2 separate regions of the Ovis aries genome follow, and region 2 is linked to region 1. The links are chromatin contacts, called in public Hi-C maps. All regions are on one chromosome and are shown on one strand. Each heading gives the region's core, a stretch centred on a gene start, on an enhancer-like site or on the middle of the called end of the contact. The rest is flanking DNA. Distances are from core to core; before and after follow the strand shown.

Region 1 (5,816 bases), core at 2,500-4,999:
ACGTGAGCGCAGTAGCTGCGATGCACGGGCTTAGTTGTCCTGCGGCGTGTGGGATCTTCCCCTGACCAGGGATCGAACTGGTGTCTCCCGCATTGCAAGGCAGATTCTTAACCACTAGACCACCAGGGAAGCCCCTGGAGGGACACTTCGGACTTGTGCCGTCGGGGCTGGCCGTCGGGGTGCTTGGCTGCGTTCAGCCTGGCCCACCTGAGTCAGGCTGGCTGTTGCAGGCTCCTTTGTCCAGGGTGGTGCTCCGTGTTCACTGACCTTCCCTCAACCTGCCTGAGCCCCCCAAGGGGAGAGGTTTGCCCCCCTCCCTGCTCCTGACAGCTCTTGTGTTCCCCACCCCCCCACAGGACTACCTGGGTGCTATTCACCACCTGTACGAGGAGTGGCTCATCAAAGGGAGCCTTTTCCCCGTGGCAGCCCCCGTTCTGGTAAGTTCCCCTGAGGGGGCAAAAAAATTCTCCAGAAGGAGGAATGACCCATGGGCATGCCGGCCAGTCTGCAGTCTAGGGAAGCAAGGACCAAGTCCCTCAGAGGTGGAGAATTTGAGAGAAGGAAGCAGGGAGGGTGGAAGGGACCCTATCTCTCAGTTCCCTTTCTGGATTGAGTCTTAGTGAGCTGAACACACCTGGGAGAAGGTGACCTGTCCCACTGTCACTACACCCGTGACACAGTAGCATCTCACTTATCCAGCATCGTCCCTAGAGGAATGTTCCAGGTGGCCAGAGCCCCTGGACCTGGGTTTTGGCCTTAACTGCTTGGGATGGTGGTCTTCCTGATGCACCTGTCCGTCCTCCAGGGGGTGACTGGCCCAGAACCTCATTGCACCTTGTCATGGTGACCCCGGGCATCCAAAGGAACGCCAGTTGCTGTTCTGGTCTGTCACACAGGGATGCCCTTAGGAGGTGCTGAGGTGTGTAGGACTGTTTGCTTCGGACTGCTAATACCTGTGAGCGCCTGTGCTTTCCCCTTACGCACCTTCTCCTGCTGACACTCACCATTTCTAACTGTTCGATGCTTCTGCCCAGTCAGTGTTTCCCTCGCCCTCATTTTCTGATTTGCTCCTGCTCAGAGTTTCTCCAGGCGGGCAGATGGGTCCCGTGAACTGTTCGGAGTGTGTGAGCAGCGTGGGAACCGAGGGAGGGCTGTGTGCCCACTAGTGTGCCTGGCCTTGGGGACATCTGTCTGGGCTGCTCACACACTGTGCTCACGGCTCTTCCAGGCAGTGAGGTTGCTGGAAAGTGAGATCTTACTCTACTGGATTTTTCTAGAGAGTTTATTTTTTCCCCTCTTTATAGAAAAGTAGGTGATAGAAAATGATGAGAAAAAAATTCATTCTCAGATGACTGTCCTGGGTTCTTAAGTGAAAATACGGTTGAGAATGTGGATTGACCTAGAACTGGTTGTAGCTTGGTCCTGACTTGCTTGTTCTCCTGCCTGTGACCTTGGGCTTCTGTGCCTTTCCCTGCCTCATCCTGCCTGCCTCTGTCTGTCTCTCCTTCTGTGAAGGGAGGAGGATGTTGAGGTCAGGTGCAGCCCTGTGACCCCTGTGTTTCATTTCCAGGTGATCGAGGCCGACCACAACATGCAGAAAATGTTAGAACTCTTTGAAAAAAACCGGCACCGAATCCTAACTCTGGAGAATCGGAAGCTTGGTCCATAGGATAGGAAAGATCGTGCCTGAGAAATGCCTGCTGCCGCCAAGTTAGCTATTAGGAGCAGTTTGGAAAACTCCACTCTCAGGAGGGCTTTGTATCTGCCCACAGTTGTCTTCCTTCTGGCCTTCTCTCCTTTCCCAGTGTCTTCATCCTGGGATCCTGGGCCTCGTGGGTAAATGGGACCAATGGGTTTGCCATGCCCTCTGGTGGCACAGCCTTGCATTCCCCTGGTGCGTCTCCTGGTGGTTTCCCACTGCTGGGTCCTTCTAGGCTAGGGAAGGCTAGCCTGACTTGTGCTGGGCTTATGGTCTCTAGCCCTTCAGGCCATCCAGGAGGGCGAGGTAGTGGTCTTCCGTCCCAGGGGAGGAAGTTGAAGCTCAGACAGACTAAGAGGCTCCCCGGGGCCACACAGCCAGTGACAGTGGAGTCAGCACCATTCAGACTCCTGCGACTCCCAGCCCAGCTCTTGCCCCAGGCTGCCTCACCCCAGAGCCCCGCCTTGCCTACTGGGGACCCTCAGACGCGCGAGGGGGGGGCCAGCTGTGTGTGCAGCTGGCGTCATCTCTTTCTCATGCTTTGAGCCGTCCTTGAGGGCAGTTGGCGTTTCTTGACTTTCACAAAATTGTGCCACGTTTGGCTTGAGCCCAGGGTTCATCCCTTCTCTAGCGTGAGGCTGATACGGTACTTACCACCTCGTCAGGACTTCCTGACTTAGGGGAGGCACGCACTGGCTCCTGAATGGTGCTTGGTCTCCTCGGTGACAGAGGTCATGCTTGAGCGGCTGCTGATGACCTGTCAGGGCAGTGGCTTGTGGCCCCCCCGGGCTGGTGTGCCCGGTGTCACGCTGGGGCAAGGGGCTGCCAGCCTGGCTTCTGAGGCTCCCTCCCTCCTTAGTGGCTTGCGTGATGAGCTTCACCTTTGGAGTTTCTCTGAGTTTGTGGCCCAGGGGAGAGACACCAGTGGCCTTAAGTCTTTTTGAAATGTTTTTCCATCCAAGGGGACATCGCGGGCCACAGACTGTGAACCATCTTTATTAGCTCAGACTGTCTTAGCTGTGTTCAGCTGTAACAGTGCATCAAAGGCACAGCTGCCTCCTGAGTCAAGTAGCAGCAAGAGACAGGAAGAACATTCTCTCCGAGGACAATCTGCACGGGAGGGATGGGGCTTGCAAGCAAAGGCTCTTGGAGCACTGGAGCTCCTGAACTTCGGACGTGGGTGGAGAGAGCTTCCAGAGGCCGTGTGCGGACGTGGGGGTGTGGATTGATCATGAACTTGGGGGAACAGGCCTCGGCCTCTCCTGAGTGGTGGTCGGTGTGCCTGAAGGTTGGAAGGCCTCGTCTCGGCCTTCATGTGAGTGAGGCACGTGTGCACGCAACTCGCCGATGTAAGCTGGTGACAGGTGCCCCTGGTGGCCCGGGCTCAGAGGCAGCGCTCGGAGGGCAGCACTCTGCCTCCTGGCCCTTCGTGGAGGGACCGATCCTGGGCCAGTTGCACAGGCGGGGATGTGTCTCAGCCTAGACGCCAGTGATGGACCAGCAGGAACCACGGCCGCTGCTACCAGTCACCTGGACATGCCGGGACCAGCTTTGGGACTTTGCAGATGAATGGTCCAGTTTTCCCCACAGCTCAATTTGAGCATCTGTACTGGGGGGAAATGTGAATAAAAAAACCCCCAAAAGATAGAAGTATGTATCTCCTTCACATAGAAGTGCAGCTGTGGGTGGTCCAGGGCTGGTGTGGTGGCTCAAGACCGTCGGGTCCCAGGCTCTTTCTGTCTTTCTGTTCCCAGATTGACTTCCTGGTTTGAGGCTTTCTTCCTCCAGGGGCCTTACTGTCCAGATGGCTCTGGAGCTCCTGTTCTGTTTAGTGTTGGCATTGGACACACTGCCCTCTCTCCCCCACCATTCACACCTAAATTCAGATGTGGATGGTGACTTTTGCACAACTAAGATAAGCTGGAACGTTCTAAGTGGACTTTGCTGGAGACCTCGGAGGTGGGGGACAGGCAAGCGGGAGGGCTGGGCCACACGGTCTGGTTTCAGTTCCGCGGTGCCTCTGGGCTCCTCCCCTCCCTTCTGCTTTCACATCACCCACCCTCACTGCCTGCTGCTGTGATGTCCTCAGCGCTGGCCAGTGGGATCCCACAGTGGAGCTCTCAGGAGCCCCTTGCCAAACATGGACTCTGGGAAATGATGTCACCCAGCCGGTTTTTCCCATTCCTCCCTCCTTTCCACCAGAACCCCTCACCTCGATGAGAAGTGCCTCCCTGCCTGGGGAGTGCATGGTTGAGACACTTCTGGGATTCCTGCAGACTCCCAGCGTCCCACCTGGGGAAGGCAGGATTGAGGTATTTATTGCTTTAGAGCAGGTAGGAGGTGTTTTCAAAACCTCTCTACCCCTGGATGCTATCTATCAAATCTGCATCACCCTCATTTTCCTGGAGCCGGGTGGGGGAGCTCATGTCAAATGCTTAACATTATCTGTAGAATGAGTAACACTTGTTCCCTTGGCCTCTGCACCCTGAAGAGTTAACAGTTATTAAAATAATTGACAAGCTCTTGGAAATGTCAGGCCTCCATCATTGAGAATCTAATAACAATTATATTGCCCCCAGTGCCTCTGGGCTTTGGCAGTGGATTACTCACTTACCAAAGGCCAGGGTCAATGGAACACAACTTTTTTTTCTTAATAACCTCAACCCTGTGGCCCCCCTGAGGCTGGGGTAAATTCCGTGTTCCTCTGGTTTCCGTAAGGTGGTGAACTTGGCCAAAGCTGTCATTAAACAGAAGCTAGGAGAAAGCCAAGCTTGTGGGATCAGAATGGGTATTAGCACTTAATGCTGTCCTCTTCAATTTCTGCATCTTTTGGCTTTTTCTTCTCCAAGACAGGTTCACGGAACACGTGTCTGGGGACATAGTAATAATAGGTACTCTGGGAAAAGAAGGATTTGTAGTCCAGCAAATTTGAGATCCACCACCTGGGTACTCTCTCTGAGCTACACAAAGTACGTTAGCCTAGGTAAAGTCAGGAAGTCCTGCAATAAAAATGCCTTCTGAAATTTGCTTTAGTCAGGGACTCTCAGACTTATTTGACAGCAGGACCCCTCATTTAGGGGGTTATTAACTTCCAGGTGTGTGAGTGTTCCTTGGAACGCATGTTGGTAAGCGCTGTTTTAGGGTGCCTGCAGCTGCTGATGACTCCCGGTTCTGGGCCCTTTGAGATGCTGTAGCTCCTGGTTCTCTAACTTAAGGCCGTCTGAATCCTCTGATGGACATGTTAGGCATGGTCTGCAGGGCCTGTCCCTAGAGTTTCTAATACAGTGGATCTGGGATGTGCCTGAGAATTTATTTTCTAACGGCTATCTAGGTGATAATGAGGCTGCTGGTCAGGAAGCATGCTTTGAGGGACCACTTCTTGTAGCTTTAGGTTTTCTAGAAGTGGACATCCAGGAATTCCCATGAAAACTTGATGCGTTACTGAATCTTGTGAGTGCTGGTTTATCTTATCTGTCAAATGGGAGCATTGCTCACTTCTGGTGTGAGGATAACTGGCCTGTTGTGTGGAAGGGGCCCAGAGCATGGGCAAGTGCTAAGTTTTAAATAAATCTTACCTTTAGGGATCTAGATGTTGAAACATACTATAAAACGTCTATAATTAAAACAGTGTGGTACCGGTGCATGAATAGACCTGTGGGATAGACTAGGAAGCCCAGAAGTAGATGTAAGTACATGATAAAGGTGGCATCTCAATGATTATCCCACTGTATTAGAAACTCTGGGGGCAGGCCCTGCAGACCATGCCTTAACATGCCCATCAGAGGATTCAGACGGCCTAAAGTTAGAGAACCAGGAGCTATAGCATCTCAAAGGGCCCAGAACTGGGAGAAAAGATGGATTTTTAAATAAATGGTGCTGAGACGACAGAGTCATCATTTGTAAAAAGATGGCTCATACGCCACACCATACCCAAGAATGAACTCGAGGTGGCTTAGGGATCTACATGTAAGAAAATGAAACCGTGCACATACCATAAGAATGAATGCTTTGAAACCTCAAGGTAGGAGAACTTTGTAACTGATTCCAAATCCAGCAATAAAAAGATGGATAAATCTGGCTAAAACATGTCTATGACAAAAGCCGTGAGAAAACAAAG
Region 2 (5,923 bases), core at 1,486-3,985, 100 kb before region 1:
TCGCAAAGAGATTTGAGAGCAAGTAAGTAGCAAATAAGGCAATGTGTTACCAACTGTATAATTGGTGGGCATATGTTTTTGCTGTATATTTTCAAATTTTCATAATAAGGAAAAAACATCCAGAGGGAGAGGGAGTGGTGGCATTGCCACTGCATGCCCTGCTGCGTCACAGGTCCCACCTTTGTGGAAGGAGGGGCAAGGTGTCATGAGGAACTGATTGAGAATGAGATGTTTTCTGCAGCATTGGCAACTGATGCGGGAGGATGCCAAGGCCCGGTTAGTTCCGCAGACCGTGCACTGGGAAGGGCAGACAGGCTTGATGGGGCTGTTCACAGGGCCCAGGGTCTGACGAGGCTTGTGAGAGCTCCTCACCACCACCCGTGCACCCAGTGCCGTTCACAGCCCACTTTGCAGATGAGAAGAGTGAGGTTAAGACAGATGAAGTGGCTTGCTCAGTGTCATACAGCTAATAAAAGGGCATCAGAATTTGAACTCTGGTCTGGCTGACTCCACATGTGGAATTCTTAAGCAATCCTGCTCCGTGGCTGCTGGCCCTTTTCCGTCCTGGTTTCGGTCACTCTGGCTGGGTTTGAGCACGTCCATAGCTGAGTAGCTCAGAGCAGGGTAGGGGGGCTCGGGAGGGATGACACCCAGATGCCCCACAGGGGGCACCATGGTGACTTCAGACAAATGAGCTGCAGAGCACGGGCGTCTGCTCTGAACATGACAATGGAGGTAGCTGAGCCCAGCCTGAACAGATGGGAAACTGAGGCACAGAGATGTGCTGAGAGGCTGCTGGAGCCTCCCAAGAAGACAAGACCACGGGACTCTGGCCCAACCCTATCCTCTACTTCCTGTGCCAAAGGCTGTTATCGGTGGCCCTCATTTTCCTTTCCCCTACCCCCAGAGCCTGATTCTGGGGATCCCCCTTTTGATTCTGTTCCTCATTCCCCAGATCCCTGGTGGCAACTTCCTCCCCCTTCCTGCCCATGTCAGCCTCCCACTTGCTTGGGCCTGGGGGCAGCCAGAGGTGACCTGAGAGGCAGAATGATCTCAACTGGCTCCTCTTGCCTCTTCAGTGCCCATCCCTCATCCGTCCTTCCCCCCCTTTCATCCACCTGGACCTAGGATCTTGGTGCCCAGTTTTGCCAAGGGCCTCCTCTACGCTCTGGCCACCCCTCTTCCACCCATGAGGAGGGCCTGAGTCGGGTGTGTTTGGGGTCCCCTCAGTGGGCCTTGGACTCAAGGCTTCTCTCCACAAATGTGGCTCCTATCAGTCTGCAAAGTGGCCAACCAGGAGGCGACTCCCAGCAGTGTGAGCTGAGTCCGGGATCCGGGTGCCTCATGTGGGGAGTTGGACAGGTGCTGGCTTTGTGACCTCTGAGCTGACCCCAGAGGCAGGAGGAGGCGGTAGGACCGACGCCTGCCATCTGCCCCCTGGGAGCCCAAAAGAGAGGTGGGGACAGAGTCCTTCCTTTGATCCCTGCTGTTCTCAACCATGCTGTCACCTGACCTGCCACTCATCCGGGTCAAATCCCCTAGATGCTGGGGCCTCAGCTTTCCCGTCTGCAAAGTGGGAATAATGACAGGGGTTATCAAATTGCTGGAGATCCAAGTAACAAGTGCTTCTGCCTCATCCCGCCTCCCCGCTAGGCGTCTTCCTTCCCTTCCCACCCCTCCACGGAGGCCAGCTCCAACCCCCAACCCCACAGGCCGACAGTGCGAGGGATTTTCAGAGTGTCCCGAAGACAAAGGGCTGACGGGCGTGGGTGGGGGGTGCGGGAAGAAGGAAGGAGCTCAGTGAGGGTGGGACGGCTGGCGCTGGATCCCAGCGAGGGCGGGGAAGAGGGGGATGAAGTCATCCCCCCCGGCCGCCCCTCCGCAGTCTGGGTGGGGGTAGGCTCCTGCGCGCCCCCCAACCTTGTGGCCAGGGCCTCACCCAATCCCGGGGGGTCGCCCCTCCCGGCTGTCGGGACTCCACTCTGGCTTCCGCCCAGCAGCTCGAGGCCGGGTCGGTCCTCCTTGCGTCCGAGGAAGCGAGCCCAGGAGCCGTGGGCCCACCCTGGGTCGCGAAGGGCCGATGCCTCCCGGGCCCGGCCGGGGCGTGGCGGGAGGTTTTGCGGAGCGGGGTGCCCGTGAGGGAGGCCTGAAGACGCGGGGACGCAGCCCGTCCCAGGGGCCCAGAGAGGGCGGAGGCGCCGGAGGTCACACAGCGCCGGGCTGGGCTCCCCGGGGTCCGGCCGCCGCGTCGGTGAGCCCCCTCCCCGGGCTCCCCTGAGGCCCCCGCATCGCCCGCGACCAGCGCGCGGCTCAGCTTCAACGAGCCCATCCCAAAGGGGGGAAGTTTGCCCAACTCAGCCCAACTCGGGGGGCTGCGAGCGAGGCCGGCGGGCGGGACGCCGGGCGTGCAGACGGCGGCGCCCCCAGCCCCACGCCCGGGGGCTGCAGGCGGGGGCGGCCGCTGGGGGCCGGGCTCCGCCTGGAGGGGGCCGTGGGCGCCGCACTCACCGTCTCCGCCAGCAGGAGGCGGCCTTTGAGCGAGCAGAGGAAGGCGCGCGCCGGCAGGAGGGCACGGAGCCCGGGAAGGGCCGCGCTGGGCTGGGACCGGCCGGCGGGCTCGGGGTCCGGGTCGGGCTCCGGGTCTGGGGGCCACATGGCGGCGGCGGCGGCCGATGCTGAGGCTCGGCCTCGCTCCCTCTCACTCTGCGCCCGGGAGGGAAGCGGAAACCCCGACTGTGCGGAAGGAGAGCGGGGCTAGGCTCGCAGGGCGCGGGGGCGCATCCCTGCCGCTCCGCCCCCTCTCCCGCCCCGCCCCACCCCTCCTCCCTTGCTGGGCTCTTCTCGCCTCCTCGCCTGCAGCCTTCCTCCCTGACTCCTGCCCCCTCCTCTCCTCTCTCCCCTCTTCCGCCCGCCTTCCTCCTCCTCCGCCCCTCCTACCCCTCGAACCTCGGCTGCCCGCACTCCTGCAGCCCGCGCTGGCCCGGGGCTTCCTCAGACCCCCGCCTTCTCCCCTCACCCCTGTCCTGGCGGCCGGAGACCTTCTTATTGCCGCCACCCAACACTCCGTCGGAGCTCTCAAACCACCCCTCCTTGCCCAGAAGACTGTCGGCTTTCGCTGTCTCCCGTCTAACTTCCTGCCCATGCGTGCTGGGGACCCAGGAACTTAGGCCTTCAAAGAGCGAGAAAACTCTGTCTTCCTGCGGCTTTGACCCCCACAGTCAGCTCCCTGCCCCACTCCCTGTCTCTCTCCAGTGGCCACCGCACCCCTCTTTGGCCTGCCCAGCCTCCTGGAGTTTCTTCTTTGGCTGCCCCAGCCCTGGATTCGGCAGCGCCCCCCGCCCCCCATGCCACACAGGCATCTTCATCTGGGAGGACTCCCAAACTTAGAGCTCGGAGCCCCAGCCCCTACACAGCACACACACACGTCTCCATGGAGTTCAGTGTGACCAAGATCCCACCCAAGACATTTTTAATACCCCTGAGCCTCTGCAATGGGCAGTGCCAGTTGCCCTTCTACCCCAAGAGCCAGACCACCCCCCCCCCCCCCCCCCACTCCCGTCTTCACCTCCTTAAGCTTTCTTCTATCTATGTCCACGTGTTAACCACCACAGCCTCCACTAGACTTCAGACAACTCCTCTCTCCTTCCTGGACTGTTGTGAGGGTGTCTTTTCTTTTCCTTTTTACTTTTTTGGCATGTGGGATCTTAGTTCCACACCCAGGGATTAAACCCGCACCCCCTGCCCTGGAAAGCAGTCTTAACCGCTGGACCACCAGGGAAGTCCTGTGAGGGTGCCTTAGGGGGCCTCTCTGCTTCCTCTCTTGGCCCACAGAGGGATGCTTAAGTCATCCGTCACAGTTGCTTCCATTCTCCTCACCTGCAAAGACCTTGATAGCTTCCCATCTTGTTTAGGGTCTTGGTATAGAGTAAAAAGAGCCCCTTGCTACCCTTTCCTCTGTCTCTCCCACCTGTAGAGCTGATTATCTCTTCCATGCTGCTTCTTGCAAAGGGATCTTTGTAAATGTTGACCCCTCTGCCTGGAATCAGATAACAAGGAAGAGAAATGTTATCTGATTAACTCCTCTTTATTCTTCTGTGATCATAACCACATTGTCACTGTCTCAAAGGAGACTTCCGGACCTTCCCAGCTAGGTAAGAGTCATTGGGTCATTTATTTATTCATTCCACACCAGTGCTAGAAGCCCAAGAGGCAGGGAAACCCCAGATTTGTTTGAGGGGGCAGGGTGGGTGGGTAAACACTAAAGGTGTCCAGAGAATCCTGAGTACGATGATTCCTAGTAATAAATGAGTGGCTGGTTGGAAGAGCAGCCAAGCAGCCTGTGTGGAAGAAAGGACTGAGCTAAGAGCTAATCACACAAGAGGAGGAGCCAGACTGTAGAAGACCAGGCCTTGGGGTTTAGATTTTACTCCAAATTCTCTGGGAGGTGGTCAGGTGAAGATTAGAATAGAGGATGACCTGGTTCTGATCTGTGTTAATTAAACACTATTCAATACTAACTCAGTAAGAAGAAGACAATCCAGTTTAAAGAATGGGCCAAAGATTTGAACAGACAATTCAACAAAGGTATATGAACATCCAAGAAGCACATGAAAAGATGTTCGATATCATTAGACATCTTAGAATGTGAATTAAAGCCACAATGAGATCACATTGTATTATACTCCTATCAAAATGGTTTTGTAAAAGGGGATGCTGCTATTTAAGTGCTGGTGAGGATGTGAACCAACTGGAACTGTCAGACACAGATAAGGGTGGCAATTGTTATCCCCCCTTTGGAAGACAGCTTGACAGTTTCTTAAAAAGTTAAACAGAGGAATGGATATAGAAGATGTACATATATACAGTGGGATGCTACTCAGCCATAAGAAGAATGAAATAATGCCATTTGTAGCAACATGGATGGACCCACAAATTTTCATACTGAACAAAGTAAGAAAGAGAAAGACAAATATCTTATGATATCACTTATATATGGAGTCTAAACTATGGCAGAAATGAACTTATTTATGAAACACAACAGACTCAGACATAGAGAACAAGCTGGTAGTTGCCAAGGGGGTGGAGGAGAAATGGGTTGGGAGGTTGGGATTAGCAGGTGCAAACTATTATCTAGAGAATAAGCAAACAAGGTCCAACTGTGCAGCACAGAGAACTATATTCAATATCCTTTAATAAATATAATGGAAACCAACATGGAAAATATATACATGTGTGTATAACTGAATCACTTTCCTGTACAGCAGAAAAACATTGTAAATTAACTTTTTTCAATTAAATAAAAAACTTAAAAAAAACAGTGAAACAGAGATCTACCATATGACCCAGCCATTTTACTCCTAGGTATTTACCCAAGAGAAATGAAAGCACACGTCTCTACAAAGGCTTGTAGACGGATGTTTATAGTAGGCCTATTTTTAATAGCTCCCACTGGAAATCACCCATGGTCCATCAGCAGGTAAAGGAATAAACTAACCATGGGATGTTTATGCAATGGCATACTTCTCAGGGATAAAAAGAAATAAATGATTGACACATGCAACAATATGGATGCATTTTGCAAATATTGTGTTGAATTAAGAAAGTCAGACTCGAAGGGATGATACTTTTGAATCCGTTTTGGTGGGATTTTAGTACAGGTGAAATGAACCTATGGTGACAAAAGTCAGATCTGTAGTTACCTGGGGGCATGAGGAAGCTTTCTGGGGTGCTGGAAATGTTCTTTATTTTGATGGGGGTGATGGTTTTACAGGAACTTACATTTGTCAAAACACACCAAACTGTACACTTGAAATGGGCGCATAGGATTTCATGTAATTCATATCTCTCATACTGAAGGGGTTCTGAGGAAAAAGAAAATATAGGGACTGAGTGGAGTGCCTGAGACGGCGCAGGAGAGGGCAAG

The links. A called contact is a pair of places that touch in the nucleus more often than the background predicts.
Region 2: a contact with region 1 is called in a Hi-C map of hypothalamus, with 3 times the contacts expected there. The contact joins the promoter of CMTM3 here to the enhancer-like site in region 1. A contact is called at or near these places in 7 of 16 Hi-C or Micro-C datasets (blood, hypothalamus, liver and 4 more).

Annotation. Positions count from the first base shown.
Region 1 is chr14:33,822,949-33,828,764 of ARS-UI_Ramb_v3.0, reverse strand. TK2 (thymidine kinase 2) reads left to right here. Exons shown (of 9, transcript XM_060398371.1): 8 at 357-437; 9 at 1,571-3,349. The coding sequence ends at 1,669. Among named protein-coding and RNA genes, the nearest start is that of CKLF, 27 kb to the left of the region's middle. Within about 2 kb of position 3,749, at least 5 of the 54 cell types and tissues checked have an H3K27ac peak or open chromatin away from gene starts, as enhancers often do.
Region 2 is chr14:33,921,493-33,927,415 of ARS-UI_Ramb_v3.0, reverse strand. It overlaps CMTM3 (CKLF like MARVEL transmembrane domain containing 3), which reads right to left and starts at 2,735. Exons shown (of 4, transcript XM_060398374.1): 1 at 2,509-2,735. The coding sequence starts at 2,655.